Regions from separate parts of the Sus scrofa genome. Here region 2 is linked to region 1. The links are chromatin contacts, called in public HiChIP or PLAC-seq maps. All regions are on one chromosome and are shown on one strand. Each heading gives the region's core, a stretch centred on a gene start, on an enhancer-like site or on the middle of the called end of the contact. The rest is flanking DNA. Distances are from core to core; before and after follow the strand shown.

Region 1 (4,072 bases), core at 685-3,184:
TTGGCACAGTGCCCAACAAATAAGTGCATAATAAATTATAGTCATTATTATTACTATTGCCAGAAAACACATGTAGTACAGCAATACTTCTCATATGGAACACATTTCTAACTTCTTATAAAGGACCTATTTCATAATTTTAAAACTGGAAAATAAAATTAGTTTGCATTTTAACTGAAATTGTATTGTTCTCATTTTCTCCAGTATAAAAAATAAAGCAAAATAATCTGAAGACTCTTCATTAAAAATAACTTCGTAGGCCTTTAACAGCAAAGGAAGTTTACTTTTATGTTTATCAAGTTCCAAACTTAAGTAGAAACTATTCAGTCACCATCAACACCACCACTACAACGCATTTTACTATTCAACTTGAGATTAAAAGTGTCTATTCTAGAACACTAACTTCCAAATATCCTAACTGAAAGACAATTCTGAAATATCCCAAACCACATTTATCACTCAAAACTAAAATCACTGAAAAGAAATACAGCTCTAAAAGCACTTTTATTATATAATGATTAAGTTCTAGTCTTCATGGTAAGTCAATGTTCATTCTGAATTAAATACTACAAAAAATGACTCTTTGATTAAAAGATTTCTGTAATAAATCATACCTGTAGTAAGCCATATAATTTCTTCCTTTTCTTACATTTTTTCAAGTTAATAATATATATAAACACTAAGTTTTTAACAGCATTGGGCTGATCCCAGTAGATGACAGAGAAAACTTGAAATTCTAATTTCAAAAGCGTCACTCGTTTTTTAAAAAATGTGTTCCAAAAAAAAGGAGAAAATTGTTCAAAATCGACTTCGTTCTAAAATGAAGATATGAGAGTCGATGAGAACAAGAGATTAGCATTCCCTGCCAGTTTGAACATATGCCTGAAACCAAGCTTACTCACATCCATACAAACTGCTGTTGAATTTTGTGACGACAATTTTGCCAATGGTGACACCCAGGCCACAGGGAAAAGAGAAAACAATCGACACTAGGTGCCACAAAACAGAAGCCTACTGGGAAAAGCGGAACGTGGAAAATTCTGTGACTCAGATTTTACTTAGTACAGTGAGAGCACCATCAGCAAAACTGAGTTCGCTAATCCCAGCTCTCTCTCAAATCCCATACGCAGTGTTCAAGAATTAAAACTACTGTTGTTTTAATTCTTGTTCTTCCCCTTCTGCCTCGTCCATGACACACACGAAACCTCGCCCTTCCCTCCACCCCTTACACCGCCCACCGTCGCTCAAATAAGGACAACAGAGGTACAGAGGCTTCTCTAAGTAGCTAGCGCACAATCCACGCCCACAAGGATGGGCCGAGCAGCATGACACTGACAGTTTTCGGTCCCTCACGATCTTTCCAACTCTCGGCACCGCCGCACAACTCAGAAAAAGACCACATGGGTAAGAACCCACTCAAAGCAATAGCTTAGTGTAAAACCTTCTGACCTTTCTCTCAAACACAGAAGTGGGCCAAAGAGTCAATGCTCAGCTCGTCCCAGTCACCGCCCCACCCAACCCCGAAATCTCCGAGAAAAGGCTGGGGAACCAATTCCCCATTGGGAGACAGAAAGGGGTCTCCAGCACTCCAGGGCCACCCTTGCCACTGTGCTGGGACAATAAGGGGATCCGGCGGCGAGACTGGGTGAACGAGCAGCCGGGCAGGAGTTCGACTAGCCGCCGCCACAGAGCTCCTAGGCCACTCCGCGTGGGGCGGAGGCGCCTGGGAGAAGCAAGCGTGGGGACCAGCAGAGTATTTCCCAGGAAAAAGCTCAGAGCGCCTCCCCACTGCCGAACTCTCCCACCGGCCTTCATTTTGAGCCCTCTACCTTCAACAAGAAGCGGGCAAAGCCCGGCGCTAGCGTCCACCTCTGCCACCTTCGGCCGCCACCACGGAGCTCGCCTCCAGAGCAGGCAGCAGCCACCCCTGACAGAGCTGGAGGCCCGGCCAACACCTTCCCATCAAACCCCGCGCTCCCGCCGCCGGCCAATCGGAGCCGCGGCCAGCGCGCGCCGCTCCCCCGTCACGTGATCGTGACCGGGCGGGCAGTTGGGGGCGCGGCGGACAGTTGGCCCCAGGGCAGTTGTCCCTGTGGTTTCCGTGGCCAAGTAGGGTGCTCATCGTCGCATCTCAGAGGTGGATTGCCATTTATTATGACTCTTACCAAAGGGGTTACTTCTTGCTCCTCCTCTGCTTCGTTTTCTTTTACAGCCTGTTCTGCCAAGTCTCACCGGCTAAAGAAAACCCCAAAATTAGTCCTGATGGTCCTAGACCGAGAGATAGAAGAGCGGGCTTGGGGGTGGAGATGAGTCCGCCCCGAAGAGTCACCAATCAGCTGTCGTCCAGCCGCCAGAAGAGCAAGTTAATACTACACAGCTTGGAAGAGACCAGTTCCCAAACATGCCAGCGGAGAAATTCAGCCTAGACTCCAGGAGTGCTTGAGGCTTTTATGACTTCTGGACGTCAAAAAGGGTCTTTTGTGACTGGATGCTTACCTCACCAGTGTGTGGTTAGCGTCAAAGGCACAATGATATTGATTTAAAGCCTGTGGATAACAACATAAGCTGATTTTTCTATCTTAAAACTCTTAGCCAAGAACACTCCTGTCACAGGTGCTGGTACTAGGCCCGCAAATAAACCACCCAGGTTTTATTTGCCTCAGTTTTAAAACAGTGGCTAAAAAGCATTAAATTTCCTAGTCAACTGGGAATGACAGGTCTAAATAACAAATGGTACTTGAACCGCACTAAGTTGTGTGGGCGTAGAGAAACTTCAGCAAAAGCTTTTGTCATGTTTAACCCCTGTGTACAGATATTTTTCATGGGATTTTTCTATTTAGTTACATACACATTTTAAAATAATTTTTAAAGTGTCCATTATTTTTAAAGAGTATAATCATTTTAATATGCTATGTTTAAACCTTGACACCAAACAGGTTAAGTAAAAGAAAGTGAGCATAGTATCTACTTGGTAAGAATAATTTATTATACTGGAAGCTATCAGATGACTCACTGTGGAGTTCCTTAACTGCTAAAATCTTTAGTTCCAGCCTTGTAAATGTGAGGGGAAGGGAACCAAAGTTTCTTCTTGTGTAATCTGGGTCACTTTACAAATCTAAAAGAAAATGAGAAGAAAACATTTTATCTATTTTGGCATGAAAATTTAACCATTTTGTTTTTCATCCTTTGCAATTCAAAGTTTTGTTTGTTTAAAAAAAGGCCTGTGCAGTTATGCAAATACATCTCCCCACCTCAGGATGATCTCTTCCTAAGAGAATAAGGAATTATTTTCTACTCGCTAATAATTTGTTTTGTAGTTTTAATTGAACTGTCAAGATCTAATGTAAATGGGACAAAAATAGAAGGGGAGAAGAGCTAGCTGGGTGCAATAGATTCCAAAAAACCTATTCCTGAGACAAAAATTCCCTAGGTAATTGATCTAGAAGATGAGAAGTTTTGATTGACAAGGGGAGAAATAATGGAATCATCAACTCTCTTAGTCCTCCCAACAACCTTTTAAGGTGTCAGTTTTCAATTGAATCAACTGAAAAGTAGAAAAATTATACAATATATTGTTGAAGGTAATACTATAATACTTCTTCCTTTATATTAAATGATAAGACTTTGTCAGATACAGTGAGAAGAGACATTAGAAACAGAAATAAGCATGTGCACCATAAGGGTCATTCCAAATATTTATTGAGGATAAGACCCTGTGTTAAATGCTAAGGATACAGAGATAAATGAAACAATTGTCCTAAAGCAGCTGACACTACTGAGAGAAACCTGCAAGAAAACAAAAAATGCAATATAAGGTAAATAAATGTTGTAGTACAGGCTAATGTTAATGATACGCATCCAGAAGGGATGTGGGAAAGCCAATGAAGGTGATGCTTTAACTGAGTCCCAATATTGTAGAGTTATCCCCTATTAATCCTAAATAGTTCTGGGATAGGTTCAGGAAGTGAAATCTAAAGAACAAAGAAGATGAGCAAGGAAACTATTCTGGGAAAAGGAATTTGAAAAGGTCTAATCCAACAAATAAGTGAGTCACATTAGATAAATGAAAATT
Region 2 (4,072 bases), core at 1,085-3,584, 95 kb after region 1:
AGCTTCGAGGAGAGGCCTTTGCTTCGAATGTAGACAGAAAGGCCGCGGGGAGAGTGCCTCCAAAACCTGGCCGGTTTCGAGCGCCGCCGGTGGAGAATCAAGGCCCTCGTCTCAACGCGGGATTCAAGAATCGAAGGAAGCTTTGGAGTCGGGACGCAAGGCCAGACAAAGGGGCGGCCACGACGCTTCCCCGTGCCTGGGAGCCCGCCGGGTCCCTCTGGCTCCGCAGTCCGGGCCAGCCTTGCCGCCGCGATCTTCGGCTTTTCGAGACGCTCCGCCGCGCCTGGCAGCGGGCCGTGACCGCACGGGCTGGCGACCCCAGGCCGGCTGCGCCGCCCTTCACTGTTGATCTTGACCGTGCGGCGGCGCCTCCCGAGGCGTGGAGCTCGCTCGCCATCTCCTGGGCAGTCGGTGGCATTGGCAAAGCTCGCTGTTTAGCTCCAAGACCAAATCCTCCTTTCCCATTCTCCAGCTCTCACGAGCAGAGCCTCCTGCCTCCTCCCCCTCGCCGCCCACACTCCCTGTCCCCACCTCCCTGATCGACGGTACTACTTTGTCTGCTGGACCTCGGATATTATAAACCCAGGAGATGAGGTGGGGCGGCTGGGCATCATCTGAGCCAAGGAGAAATGGAGAGGCTGGTTGTTCTAGTCTTTTCTAGTTCTTAGTTCCTTTATATCTCTAGTTCCAGAGGGCAAACCGCAGCCTTGTGGCTGCCTAAGGGTCGGAAGAAGACACGCCCGGACCTAGAAATACCAGGGAATGGCTGTATAGCACTGAGGTGGGAGGAGAGGAGATTTCAAGGACCCGTTGGAGCTGGAGCTTTCAGATTTAGGGAAGCTGTAGCTCTTCGAAAACAGGACAAGTTTCCCAAAATGAGAGCCTGGGTTCCCTTAGTTCCTAGGAACCGAAGTTGCAGCTTGTGCCTACACCATGAAAGGTCAGGGAATGGAATACATCTCTGTTTCTGAGCTCCCAAGGAAACTCAGAGTCCTAGAGGAGCCTGGACTTGCCCACCCCCCACTTCCTACCCCCGCCCTAGAGCAAGAGGAAGAGGCCGATTGCGTTCCCCAGAGCCGCCCAATTGGTCGCCATAACTCACACAATAAAGTCGCAGCGCGGTGGTCAGCCTGGCCCTCCGGCGGCGCCTGTGTGGTCTCAGTGCCTGAGCTGGCGGTCTAACCAATTCCAGCTTGGCTCAGGGACCGCGAGGCGTCTGCAGGTTAGGGCGGGCGCCATTCACGGGGTTCCTGGGGGTCTTGGGACCGAAGGCCGGAAAGGAGGACCCTTAGCCCTCCGGCCACACTAGACCGGAGGAACTGCGGCGAGGGCTGCCACACAGCTCGGGGCGAGGGAGCACTGCCCGCCGCCTCCCTGTTCGCCAGACCTCCGAACCCGCCAGCAGCCCGCGCGCCCCTGGAGGCGCTGAGCAAAGAAACGCTGCTAGCCCGCTGCCTCCGTGCACCCCGCTGTTCCCGACCTGTGGCTCTGGCTCTTCCGTTCTTCCCAACCAGGTCTGGGACGCTCGTCCTGCACGCCATGGAGTGGATGAACACCTTGGAGTTCTGGTTTGCAGGCTGTAGTCGCTAAGGTGGACTCCTGGTGATTAAAGGATTGTAGCCTTTGGCCACCGCAGGCCAATCAATCTGCCTGGGTCAGCATTCTCCATGGACTTGGATGGTGACTTTCTTAGGGGCAGAGGGCTGGGTCATGGATAAGCACACCAGGAGTGGTGTGAAGCCTCCCTTTTGGGCGCCAAACTTGGGCAGACTTTGTGATGCATTCCTCCTTCATCAGCGAACTATGCCCACAGCCTGGGACCCAGGGCTAGGGCAGTGCTGGGTCTTCACTGACAGATCACTCGTGCAGAGTCCAGTCCAGAAAGGTGAGGTGGAGAGGGAGAGGGTAGGAGTAGCTTTATTCAGACGGAGCTGGTGGTCCCACCAGACCAAGAGCTCTCTGGACAAGCTAAGGAATGTGCCTACTGGAAAAGGCCTCAATTGCAATTTAAAGCTGATAGAAGCAAGCCTGGCCCAGGTAGCCAGCAGAAAACAGGAATGCAAAGCCAATCAGACCAAGAAGGGTCCCAAGGGACACTGAGGCAAAGGCACCCGATGGGGATGCCCCCAGCTCCTGAAAGCCTCCAGAAAACTCAAAGAGGCTTTATCTCCGCTCTAAATGCCTTAGCTCTGCCTGGCAGCCTCGTCCTTGGCCATCAAATATTTCGGGTGTTATCATAATACCCTGAAGGGGGGGAAAACGGGTCGGGGGATGTAGGCGGTGCTGAAATGACCGGCTTTGAAGAACCTGCAGGCAAAGTTTCGTCCAATCGTCAGAGCCTGTCCTCTTATTCCCAGTTGTAACTAAATACTGCTGCAAGCGCAGCCCAAGCCCTTTGTTGGAGATGTGTGAGCGCAGTCTCTACAGAGCGGGCTATGTGGGCTCGCTTCTGAATCTGCAGTCGCCAGACTCCTTCTACTTTTCCAACCTGCGGCCGAATGGCGGCCAATTGGCCGCGCTTCCCCCCATCTCATACCCGCGCGGCGCGCTGCCCTGGGCCACCACGCCCGCCTCCTGCGCCCCAGCGCAGACCGCCGGTGCCACGGCCTTCGGCAGCTTTCCCCAGCCCTACCTGGCTGGCTCTGGGCCTCTTGGCCTGCAGCCCCTGGGTGCCAAGGACGGATCCGAAGAACAGGCCAAGTTTTATACTCCCGACGCGGCTGCCGGGCCGGAGGAGCGTGGCCGTGTGCGGCCGCCCTTCATCCCTGAGTCAAGCTTGGCCCCCGCGGCCGCTGCTCTCAAAGCAGCCAAGTACGACTACGCGGGCGTGGGCCGTGTAGCGCCGGGCTCTTCGGCGCTGCTCGAGGGGACACCCTGCTCTGCTGGCTTCAAGGACGACGTCAAGGGCCCGCTCAACTTGAACATGACAGTGCAGGCGGCAGGCGTCGCCTCCTGCCTGCGACCTTCGCTGCCCGACGGTAAACGGTGGCCACGCTCCCCGAGCAACGCTCCCCGGGCCGGGGTGGGAGGTGGGGTGCAGGGGAGAGTGTGTAGAGGGAGGGAGCCGCCAGGGGCGGGCAGGCAACAAGGAGCGGGCTGGGCTGACCTAGGTTGGGGCTGTGTTGCAGGCCTGCCGTGGGGGGCGGCCCCGGGGAGGGCTCGCAAGAAGCGGAAACCCTACACTAAGCAGCAGATTGCCGAGTTGGAGAACGAATTCCTTCTCAACGAATTTATCAACCGGCAGAAGCGCAAGGAATTGTCCAACAGGCTGAACCTCAGCGACCAGCAAGTCAAAATCTGGTTCCAGAACCGGCGTATGAAGAAGAAGCGCGTGGTGCTGCGCGAGCAGGCGCTGTCGCTGTACTAGCCCCGGGTGTGGCTTCGGCGGGGCTGGGCCTGCCTTTTTTCACCGAAGCCTGGCTTGCAGGAAGAGAGGGGATAGGGCCTTTCTTCTGCTCCTTCTCTGCTGGTTCAGATACCCTCCTGCTCAAATGGCAGCCCCAGAAGCCAGCATCCTGCCAACTGGGGGGTCCACACTTTCCCCTTTCTGGAAGAAGCCTGTAGAAGCTGCAGCACAACCTTGGCCTTGAGGCTTTCAGAGTAAAGGTCTGGGGTCGCCTGTCCTAATTCTTGGCTGGGGCGTTATACCCAGGGCTCACTCTAGCACTTTGTGCTTGGATTTCTGCTTCCACCTCATTGGTCTCCCCTTCCCTTTCCAGTCGGCTCAGCATCTAGCGGTTACCTAACTAGAGCTCAGAGTGGAACTGAATTTAGGAAGGCCTCCCGGGGCAGGGTTGAAAGGGATAAGGGCACAATTCTGTTTATATGCTGCCAAAGCCCCTTGTGACAAAGCCAAAATTTCAACTCTGAAGGAAAGAAAGGGCACAATCCCTAGTCCTGTCTGTCCTGGCTGGTTTGGGAGGACAATAGCAAACCTAGACCTTCAGACTTCAGGAGAAACGGGGTAAGGGGCGTGGTGTCCAGACAAACTCCAGAGAAACCTCATAGTCTGGGCTGGGCTGGCCCCTCCAGCTGGGCAGAATGGACTGGATACTTCCTTCCCATGGATGGG

The links. HiChIP or PLAC-seq counts read pairs in DNA pulled down with a chosen protein or histone mark.
Region 2: a contact with region 1 is called in an H3K27ac HiChIP or PLAC-seq map of skeletal muscle. The contact joins the promoter of HOXD12 here to the promoter of LNPK in region 1. A contact is called at or near these places in 3 of 47 Hi-C or Micro-C datasets (adipocytes, fibroblasts and skeletal muscle) and 2 of 2 datasets of contacts at active chromatin or transcription factors (alveolar macrophages and skeletal muscle).

What each region holds. Positions count from the first base shown.
Region 1 is chr15:81,803,728-81,807,799 of Sscrofa11.1, forward strand. LNPK (protein lunapark) reads right to left here and starts at 1,935. Exons shown (of 13, transcript NM_001244263.1): 1 at 1,830-1,935. LOC102158914 (a long non-coding RNA gene) reads left to right here and starts at 1,180. Exons shown (of 2, transcript XR_002339478.1): 1 at 1,180-1,404; 2 at 2,213-2,862.
Region 2 is chr15:81,898,628-81,902,699 of Sscrofa11.1, forward strand. It overlaps HOXD12 (homeobox protein Hox-D12), which reads left to right and starts at 2,335. Exons shown (of 2, transcript XM_021076048.1): 1 at 2,335-2,978; 2 at 3,129-3,700. The coding sequence starts at 2,405. The coding sequence ends at 3,367.